Linked DNA regions of Mus musculus: region 1 is linked to region 2. The links are chromatin contacts, called in public promoter capture Hi-C maps. All regions are on one chromosome and are shown on one strand. Each heading gives the region's core, a stretch centred on a gene start, on an enhancer-like site or on the middle of the called end of the contact. The rest is flanking DNA. Distances are from core to core; before and after follow the strand shown. Region 1 holds the start of Pqbp1 (polyglutamine binding protein 1). Region 2 holds the start of Usp27x (ubiquitin specific peptidase 27, X chromosome).

Evidence for each region. Capture Hi-C pulls out chosen DNA fragments and counts their contacts.
Region 1: a promoter capture Hi-C map of adipose tissue shows a contact between it and region 2, with 2.4 times the contacts expected there. The contact joins the promoter of Pqbp1 here to the promoter of Usp27x in region 2. A contact is called at or near these places in 3 of 39 promoter capture datasets (hippocampal neurons, liver and stem cell-derived epiblast-like cells) and 1 of 9 other capture datasets (adipose tissue).

The regions. Positions count from the first base shown.
Region 1 is chrX:7,896,434-7,900,394 of GRCm38.p6, reverse strand. It overlaps Pqbp1 (polyglutamine binding protein 1), which reads left to right and starts at 1,395. Exons shown (of 7, transcript NM_019478.4): 1 at 1,395-1,624; 2 at 1,759-1,844. The coding sequence starts at 1,778. Timm17b (translocase of inner mitochondrial membrane 17b) reads right to left here and starts at 1,059. Exons shown (of 6, transcript NM_011591.5): 1 at 926-1,059. The coding sequence starts at 951.
Region 2 is chrX:7,374,020-7,378,022 of GRCm38.p6, reverse strand. Usp27x (ubiquitin specific peptidase 27, X chromosome) reads left to right here and starts at 2,193. Exons shown (of 1, transcript NM_019461.4): 1 at 2,193-4,003. The coding sequence starts at 3,162. It overlaps Gm14379 (predicted gene 14379), which reads right to left and starts at 2,098. Exons shown (of 2, transcript NR_026741.1): 1 at 1,740-2,098; 2 at 1-1,499.

The DNA.
Region 1 (3,961 bases), core at 146-2,645, 520 kb before region 2:
CCTGTCCCCCACAATCTGTCTCTTGCTTAAATCAACTACTCTACCACTGAGCCCCTATGACTGTTTCTGACAATACAGTATTCTCAGAGAGTTCTACGTGAAACTAGATTTGAAGAACAGAGTCCCTCAAATCCTAGAACCAGGAGCCAAAAACAAAATGGTTTTTGTTACTATCAAAAATCAGTAAGAGTTGTCATGTGCCTGGCAGGGGTGGTTCACGCCTTTAATCCCAGAACTTGGGGGGCAGAGGCAGGAGGATTTCTTAGTTCAAGACTACAGAGTGAGTTCCAGGACAGCCAGGGCTACACCACAGAGTAACCGTGTCTGGGAGGGGGGGGGGGGAGTTGTCGTGTCAGGCTTCAATAGTGTTAACTAGCAAACGTTATTTAAGTAAAATATAAACAGGGTGACTGACACTCGGTTCGACACAAAAAGCACGTCCAGAGAAACCCTTGTGTCCTTTTAAAACCTAAATCGGACAAATCAAAAGACCGTGCGGAAAAGCCAGGTGCCATCTGGCTTAGCCCACAGTGAGTTCACACATGCCCTATCCTATGTCAAAAGCCAGCCTGAGAAAAGCGACACGAAGAAACCCTGTGGATATTGGCTCCACGCCTCTCCTCCCTCACCGCCGGAATGGATCTGCCCAGCGTTTCTCTTTTGGCTCACAAAGGGGGTCTAGGAGAAGAGCCAGGGCAACAGTGCGATAGTTTGTCCCACACCGCACATACTGGGACACTCCACGGTGGCGGTTTTTTGACGAAGTCCGAGTGGGAGGGGCCATGCCGGATGCGCAGAGGCAGTGAAGTTTCCGAGCCTCCCGGGTCAGGGACTTGACACTGCAGCCCCTGCCTTCCCCGCCCGCCTCCCGTTGTCCGCCTGAGCGTCGCGCGGACTGTCCCGAAGCCTGTGCCCATCGCCGTACCAAGGTTCGCGAGCGTACTCCTCCATGGCGCCAGAGTCCGGCCTGGCGCAGTCGGTGGCGCGGGCGAGACACTCCCCCCGTCCCCCTCCCGCTCCGAAACGCCCACAAGCTCTGAGGCGCTGTACGTAGACCAAGGGAACAATTGGTTCTTCTCTGCTTACGTAAGGCCAACGGCGCGCTCTTATTGGCTAGCCAGAAGGGCCACATCCGTTCCATGTAAGCGTCGGATGCGACCAGTTAATTGCACCTGGGGAGAGTCGAGGAGCCTGTTGTGCTTTAAACCAAGAGCCCTTCGGTGTTGGTAAGCACTGTGCCAATGAGGGAGAGGAGGGTAAGGAGATAGACTTTGACTAATCGCACAGTTGTACTGGTAAGGCTGGGGTGTAAGCTTTCTTTTAAAGCTGGAGATGGCGTTGGCATTGTATCTCCCCCATCCTAGCGCCTTGGTTCCGCCCACCGTGCGGACTTTGAGGAACGTTGGGTGATCCCATTTCTGGGTTGCGGGTGTGTGGCACTTGGTCCCTTGGGTGATGGGTGGAGCCTTGGTCTAGAGAGGAACTGGGTCTTTGGTCCATCCGGTCTCCAGTGCCTGGGTCCGGAGAGTTCTGCTGATCCTAATTCTGGCCATATTGCTACATATCTCTTTTATCTTTTAGCACGCATTTTTGTTCTCTTCCAGCTACTGTTGCAGTTACGTAGGTGTGTGTGTGTGTGTGTGTGTGTGTGTGTGTGTGTGTGTGTGTGTGTGTGTGTGAACACACGCGTGGTTACTGGCTATCCAGATTGAAATGTTAATCAGATCTGCCCTTCAGTACTGTCTTGTCTGTTTCTAGGTCTGGTCAGCTACCCACTATGCCGCTTCCTGTTGCGCTGCAGACCCGCTTGGCGAAGAGGGGCATCCTCAAACATCTGGAGCCGGGTGAGAAAACTAAAAGCAGATGCATCTATCATGTGCCAGTGTTAATAGACGTTCTGCTGTTTATTCTATTCTTTATTCCCCCTTTTCTCCGCCCCCTCCCGCCCCTGTCGAACCTAGGTGTTTGCTAAGTAAGTGCTCTGCCATCTTCTGCCGTCCTAGTGTGCATCTTCCCCCGCCCCCTTGTACTGCTGGGGTTAGACCAGAGCTCTTGGATGCGCTCTATTGAAGTATATCTCCTTGACTGGCACCTTGGTTTTGATACTTGGTATCTTGCATGGCCTGGCAGGCATCTCGTTGTCAATATAATTTTTTCTGATATTCATTACTTCTTCGTGGTTGGTGGGTGCTGTGTGAAGTGTAAGGCTGGAGGGATAGCTTTAATTTAAGTCATGAATCAAGTGGACACGGTGGCAGGTACAAATATCTCAGGTACTAAGGAGGCTGAGCTACAAACATGGCTTGAGTCCAGGAGGTCAAGGCCAGACATGGCAATTTGGCAAGACCCAGTCTTCAAAAAATAAAAAACAAATAGACATAAGTATGGTGGCATTCATCTGTAGTCCCCAGCATGGCTGGGGCAGGTAAAAGGGATCACAGGAGACAGCCTGGTTTACATACTGAATTCTAGGCCAGATATACATGTGTCTGTGTGTGTATGTACACATGTATATATGTGTATATATATGTGTGTGTATCAGAAAATAAGTAAAATAAACCCATGACTGCATGGTATTTAACTAATTAATGTTTGAGACATGGTCTCATTCTGTACTTCTGGCAGGCCTGGGACCCATTCTGTATATCAGGCTGGCTTTGCATTCATCAAGATCTGCCTGTCTCCGCTTTCCTAATGCTAGGATTAAGGGTCCAAAAAGGCATCTGATCTATCCTGCAGTCTCCTATGTGCCAAATACAGTGACAGGATGCTGATGCTCTATGTTTACCTCAGCAGAGGTACTTGGGTGATGGGCACCATAACCATTAACATTTATTTAAGGCTGCCTAAGTGCCTGGCACGTATGATATGCTAACAGTCAAAAAAGATGATCTGGGGGCTGGAGAGATGGCTCAGCAGTTAAGAGCACTGACTGCTCTTCTGAAGGTCCTGAGTTCAAATCTCAGCAATCACATGGTGGCTCACAACCATCTGTAATGAGATCTGATGTCCTCTTCTGGAGTGTCTGAAGACAGCTACAGTGTACTTACATATAATAAATAAATAAATAAATCTTTAAAAAAAAGATGATCTCTTAATAAGATTTACTGTATTACTAGGTGCTAATTATACATTATTGCCAATAGTAATAAAGTGGGGCATGAGTTTTGACCTATATGGTGTGCTAGGCACTGGAAAAGTACATCATATTATTGTATGGACAACTGACATCTATTACAAGACTACTTTGTGCCAGACATAGACTTTGTGCCTAACAGTACTAATAATGACCACTGATATTTGTTTTCTTGGGGGTGTTAGGATATGAATCCAGGGCTTCAGGCAAACCCCATATCATTAGTGTTTCTTTTAAATCTTTTTGAGTACTGAGCCCACTGCTGATAGTGTTTATTAGCAATATGGACAATCATACCTGACATCTCTTTTGGTGTCACTATGATGTTGTAGGCACATGCATTTTATTGTTAATTATACCCAGAGCTTAAATCTGTTATGTGCTTACTGATGGCCAGGCACTGGGCTGATAAGAGACACCATCTTTATTCTACTATCACTAGATGTCTGCTGCAAGCTTGCTGTATATCCGCCCCTAGGAATAGAGTCAAAGCAATGTTTACATCAATTCCTTGTTATCCAATATTCATGAGCCAGAAACCCATTGAAGTTCAGGATATGGATAGATTAGCCATTATTTTAGGCAACCCCCCTACTGTTCCAAGCCATTTCATTGAAATACGTTGGGATAATACAATGCCACATGGTATCTGAACTCAGGAATTGATTGGATATCAAATTTTTGAAGATTATCAACGCTGAGCATGTACTTCTGTCTTCCCTGCATGGTGGTGTAGATGTGAGTGGTCAGTCATGTCTCCATGCCTGAGAATAGGAGGAGAACCCCCACACACACACCATCACTATCGGGTAATTCAACTGCTTT
Region 2 (4,003 bases), core at 944-3,443:
TTCATTTATTTATTTATTTAAATATTTGGTGCTTCTTTTCTGCTAGTTGTCCTAAAGCCACTTCTTTAGCATGTGTGTTCCTTTTAGGAAAGCCAAATCTAATCCTGGGGTGTCTTTGGCTCAGTGCTCTTAATACATAGTACATAGCTCTTAGTGCCTGGCCATAGATGGTGGGGTGAATGATGGCAGAGCCCCCCACTTCCAGAGTTTTCTGGCCTTGGCAGTGCCCAGGTTCCTCTGTGAGCTTCACAGGAAGCTGATGAGTAGTGGGGCAACTGGGTTACATAGCCATTATTCAGCAGCAGGACTCCTAAGCATGGCGATCTTTAGATTTCTTTGTTGGTTGGTAGCCTGTGAGGATAGGATGAACGTTCTCCTTCCTTGCCTTCTTCACTCGTGCTCCATGAGCTCAGTCATTCTTAGCAGCTGCATCATTCCTTTGGTAGCCATACTGGTTGGACTTCCTCTAGTTGCAGGTGACAAAGGGCAGGCATTTGTTGGAAGGACACTTCAAGGAATTGAAAACAGAGCTGACTTAGGGAAGGCAGGCACTAAGGTAGCCTTAGGCTAGCTAGGAACCACACAGCCTCCATAAGGGCTCCAGCTCCCTGACTAATCCCCAAGGAGTATGTCTTTGCTTCCTCTATGAAGCATGACTCAGGTGGAGGCTGATTTCCAATGCTGACCAGGGATGCTTTGTAGACAGCAGAGCCCCCTAGAGTAGGACCATCCATGTGCACCAGGTACAGCCGGCTGTCACACTGAGGCACTGGACTCTTCTTAGCTCACTCTCTCCCCACGTGCTGATCCCTGCCTTTGGCTGCACCCTCCAGAAGCAGCAGTTGCAGCTGCTTCTGACATCCCCACTCTGCCCAAGACCTGAGCTGTTTGTTCTGGACTCATTCTTCCTGGGCTCTATGATGCTGCTTTTCATACAGCAGGCCCCCAGACTCTCTCCTCACTGGCAGCTCCAAAGATACCCGCTTTATTCCTACGTGCTGCCCACCCAAGACTCTGCTAAATCTTATGGGTCTCAGACTTTGTAGTTTGGGTTCCTTGCAGCGTAAGGGAGGTGCAACCTGTAGGAACAGCCTTGCAGTGTCTGGTTTCCCCTGCTGGCCTTGGAGTGACTGTTTCTGCCCACAGGCTGCTCAGTATCTGGAGTGCTGTATCTGGAGGCCAGCTGTCAACCAGTCATCCCACCCAGGGCCTTTGGAGCCTGAGTGGGAGGCAAGGAGCCAGCACAGGATGGGCTGATAAGTTTCTCAAAGAGACATGTCCCTTCAGGTGGAGCGGCCTTGGGAGCACTGTTGTCCCTCTAGATCTGGGGTTCAGGCTGGTCCCCAGTAAAGTTTGAGCTTCATCGTTTCTGGGAGAGCAGGAGTTGGACCTAGAGGGGGAGACTGAGACATGTTGGGGGTACGTTCAGCTGCTGGAGGCAGGTTCAGCCGCTGGAATGATGGATGTCGGAGCTCCCGCCTTTATTCTCAAGTACCAGACTGTGAAGGGATATTTTATGGCCTCAGAAACGTTTCTAGACAAGACAACCCTTCGGGCCCCCCGCCCCACAGGCTAGGGGAAGCTGCACCCTTGAGGGCAGTACTAGAGGGGAGGAGACCGCCTAGGGGGTCAGAGCAGCGATTGGAGCGGAGAGCTGGAAGCGCCTTAAAGAGACTGCGCGGTCCCCGCCCCACTTCCCGCCAGCCTCAATGAATTAGAGCTGTGTTTCCCAAACTTGCCTGATCACTAGCAGTTTCTCCGGCCCTAGTTAGAGATCCAGGTTCCGGAGTACCTCCCTTCAAGAGTCTGATTCAGTAGGCCTGCGGGTGGAGCCGAGGAATCTGTAATTTTAACACGCTCCCCCACGTGATTGTCGTGAACCAGCAAGTTTGGGAAATATTGAATTAAAGGAAACGGGGCCTGGCTGCAGAAGCGGCCTCCGCTAGGGGGCTTCGGCGGGAGCATTCCCGGGGGCGTCGCCTGCTTCCGCTGCCGCCTCCTTCAGTGAAAGTCCCTTTTGGGTCCAGCTGCCACAACCACCGCGCTCCCTCAGTCCGGACGGGGACACCCCAGGTCTGCGTGGCCCCCGCGCCACCACGCCCAGTGGCCGCCCGAGCCCCACGAGCAGGGGGAGGAGTCGCAGCCAGTGGAGGCGGAGGAGGCTGGAGGAGGCGGAGACGGCGGAGACGGGAGAGAAGGCATAGAGGAAGGTGGAGGCGGAGAAGGTGGAGGGGAAGGTGGAGGCGGCCGGGAAGGTGGACGCCACCGGGAAGGTGGAGACAGCAGGGAAGGTGGACGCCACCGGGAAGGTGGAGATCGCGGAGGGTCCGGGCCGCGGGGCTGAGCTCAAGCTGGAGCTGGAGCAGGAGCCCGAGCCGGAGCCCGAGCCGGAGCCCGAGCGGGAGCCCGAGCGGGAGCCCGAGCCGGAGCCGGAGCGGGAGCCCGAGCCGGAGCCCCAGCCAGAGCCCGAGCCGGAGCCCGAGCCCGAGCCCCAGCCGGAGCCGGAACCCGAACAGAAGCCGGAGCCCGAGCCGGAGCCCGAACCCGAGCCCTTACAGGAGCCTGAGCCTGAGCCTGAGCCTGAGCCTGAGCCTGAGCCTGAGAGGCAGCCCGAGAAGGAGCCGAAGGATGAGAACCCAGCGCAGAGCGGTGTTGGCGGCAGCGGCGACGAGGTTCCTCCCCCCACCCTTCCCTCCGACCCTCCGCGGCCCCCTGATCCCTCTCCGCGTCGCAGTCGTGCCCCGCGCCGCCGACCCCGGCCCCGGCCCCAGACTAGGCTTCGTACCCCGCCGCAGCCTAGGCCACGGCCCCCACCCCGGCCCCGGCCCCGGCGTGGTCCTGGGGGCGGATGCCTGGATGTGGATTTTGCTGTGGGGCCACCAGGTTGTTCCCACGTGAACAGCTTTAAGGTGGGAGAGAACTGGAGGCAGGAATTGCGGGTTATCTACCAGTGCTTCGTGTGGTGTGGAACCCCAGAGACCAGGAAAAGCAAGGCAAAGTCGTGCGTCTGCCATGTGTGTGGCACCCATTTAAACAGACTCCACTCTTGCCTTTCCTGCGTCTTCTTTGGCTGCTTCACAGAGAAACACATCCACGAGCACGCTGAGACAAAACAGCACAACTTAGCGGTAGATCTTTATTATGGAGGCATATACTGCTTCATGTGTAAAGACTATGTGTATGACATAGACATTGAGCAAATTGCCAAAGAAGAGCAAGGAGAAGCCTTGAAATTACAAGCGTCCACCTCGACAGAGGTTTCTCAGCAACAGTGTTCAGTGCCGGGACTTGGGGAGAAATATCCCACCTGGGAAACGACCAAACCTGAACTAGAACTTCTGGGGCACAACCCACGGAGAAGAAGGATCGCCTCCAGCTTTACCATCGGCTTACGAGGACTAATTAATCTTGGCAACACGTGTTTTATGAACTGCATTGTCCAGGCCTTGACCCACACTCCAATACTGAGAGATTTCTTTCTCTCTGACAGGCACCGGTGTGAAATGCCCAGCCCTGAGTTGTGTCTGGTCTGTGAGATGTCGTCGCTCTTTCGGGAGCTGTATTCTGGAAACCCATCTCCTCATGTGCCCTATAAGTTACTGCACCTGGTGTGGATACACGCTCGTCATCTAGCAGGGTACAGGCAGCAGGATGCCCACGAGTTCCTCATCGCTGCGCTAGATGTCCTGCATAGGCACTGCAAAGGTGACGATGTTGGCAAGGTGGCCAGCAACCCCAACCACTGTAACTGCATCATAGACCAAATCTTCACAGGTGGCCTGCAGTCCGATGTCACCTGTCAAGCCTGCCATGGTGTCTCCACCACTATAGACCCATGCTGGGACATTAGTCTGGACTTGCCTGGCTCTTGCACATCCTTCTGGCCCATGAGCCCTGGGAGGGAGAGCAGTTTGAATGGCGAAAGCCACATCCCAGGCATCACCACTCTCACGGACTGCTTGCGAAGGTTTACAAGGCCAGAGCACTTAGGAAGTAGTGCCAA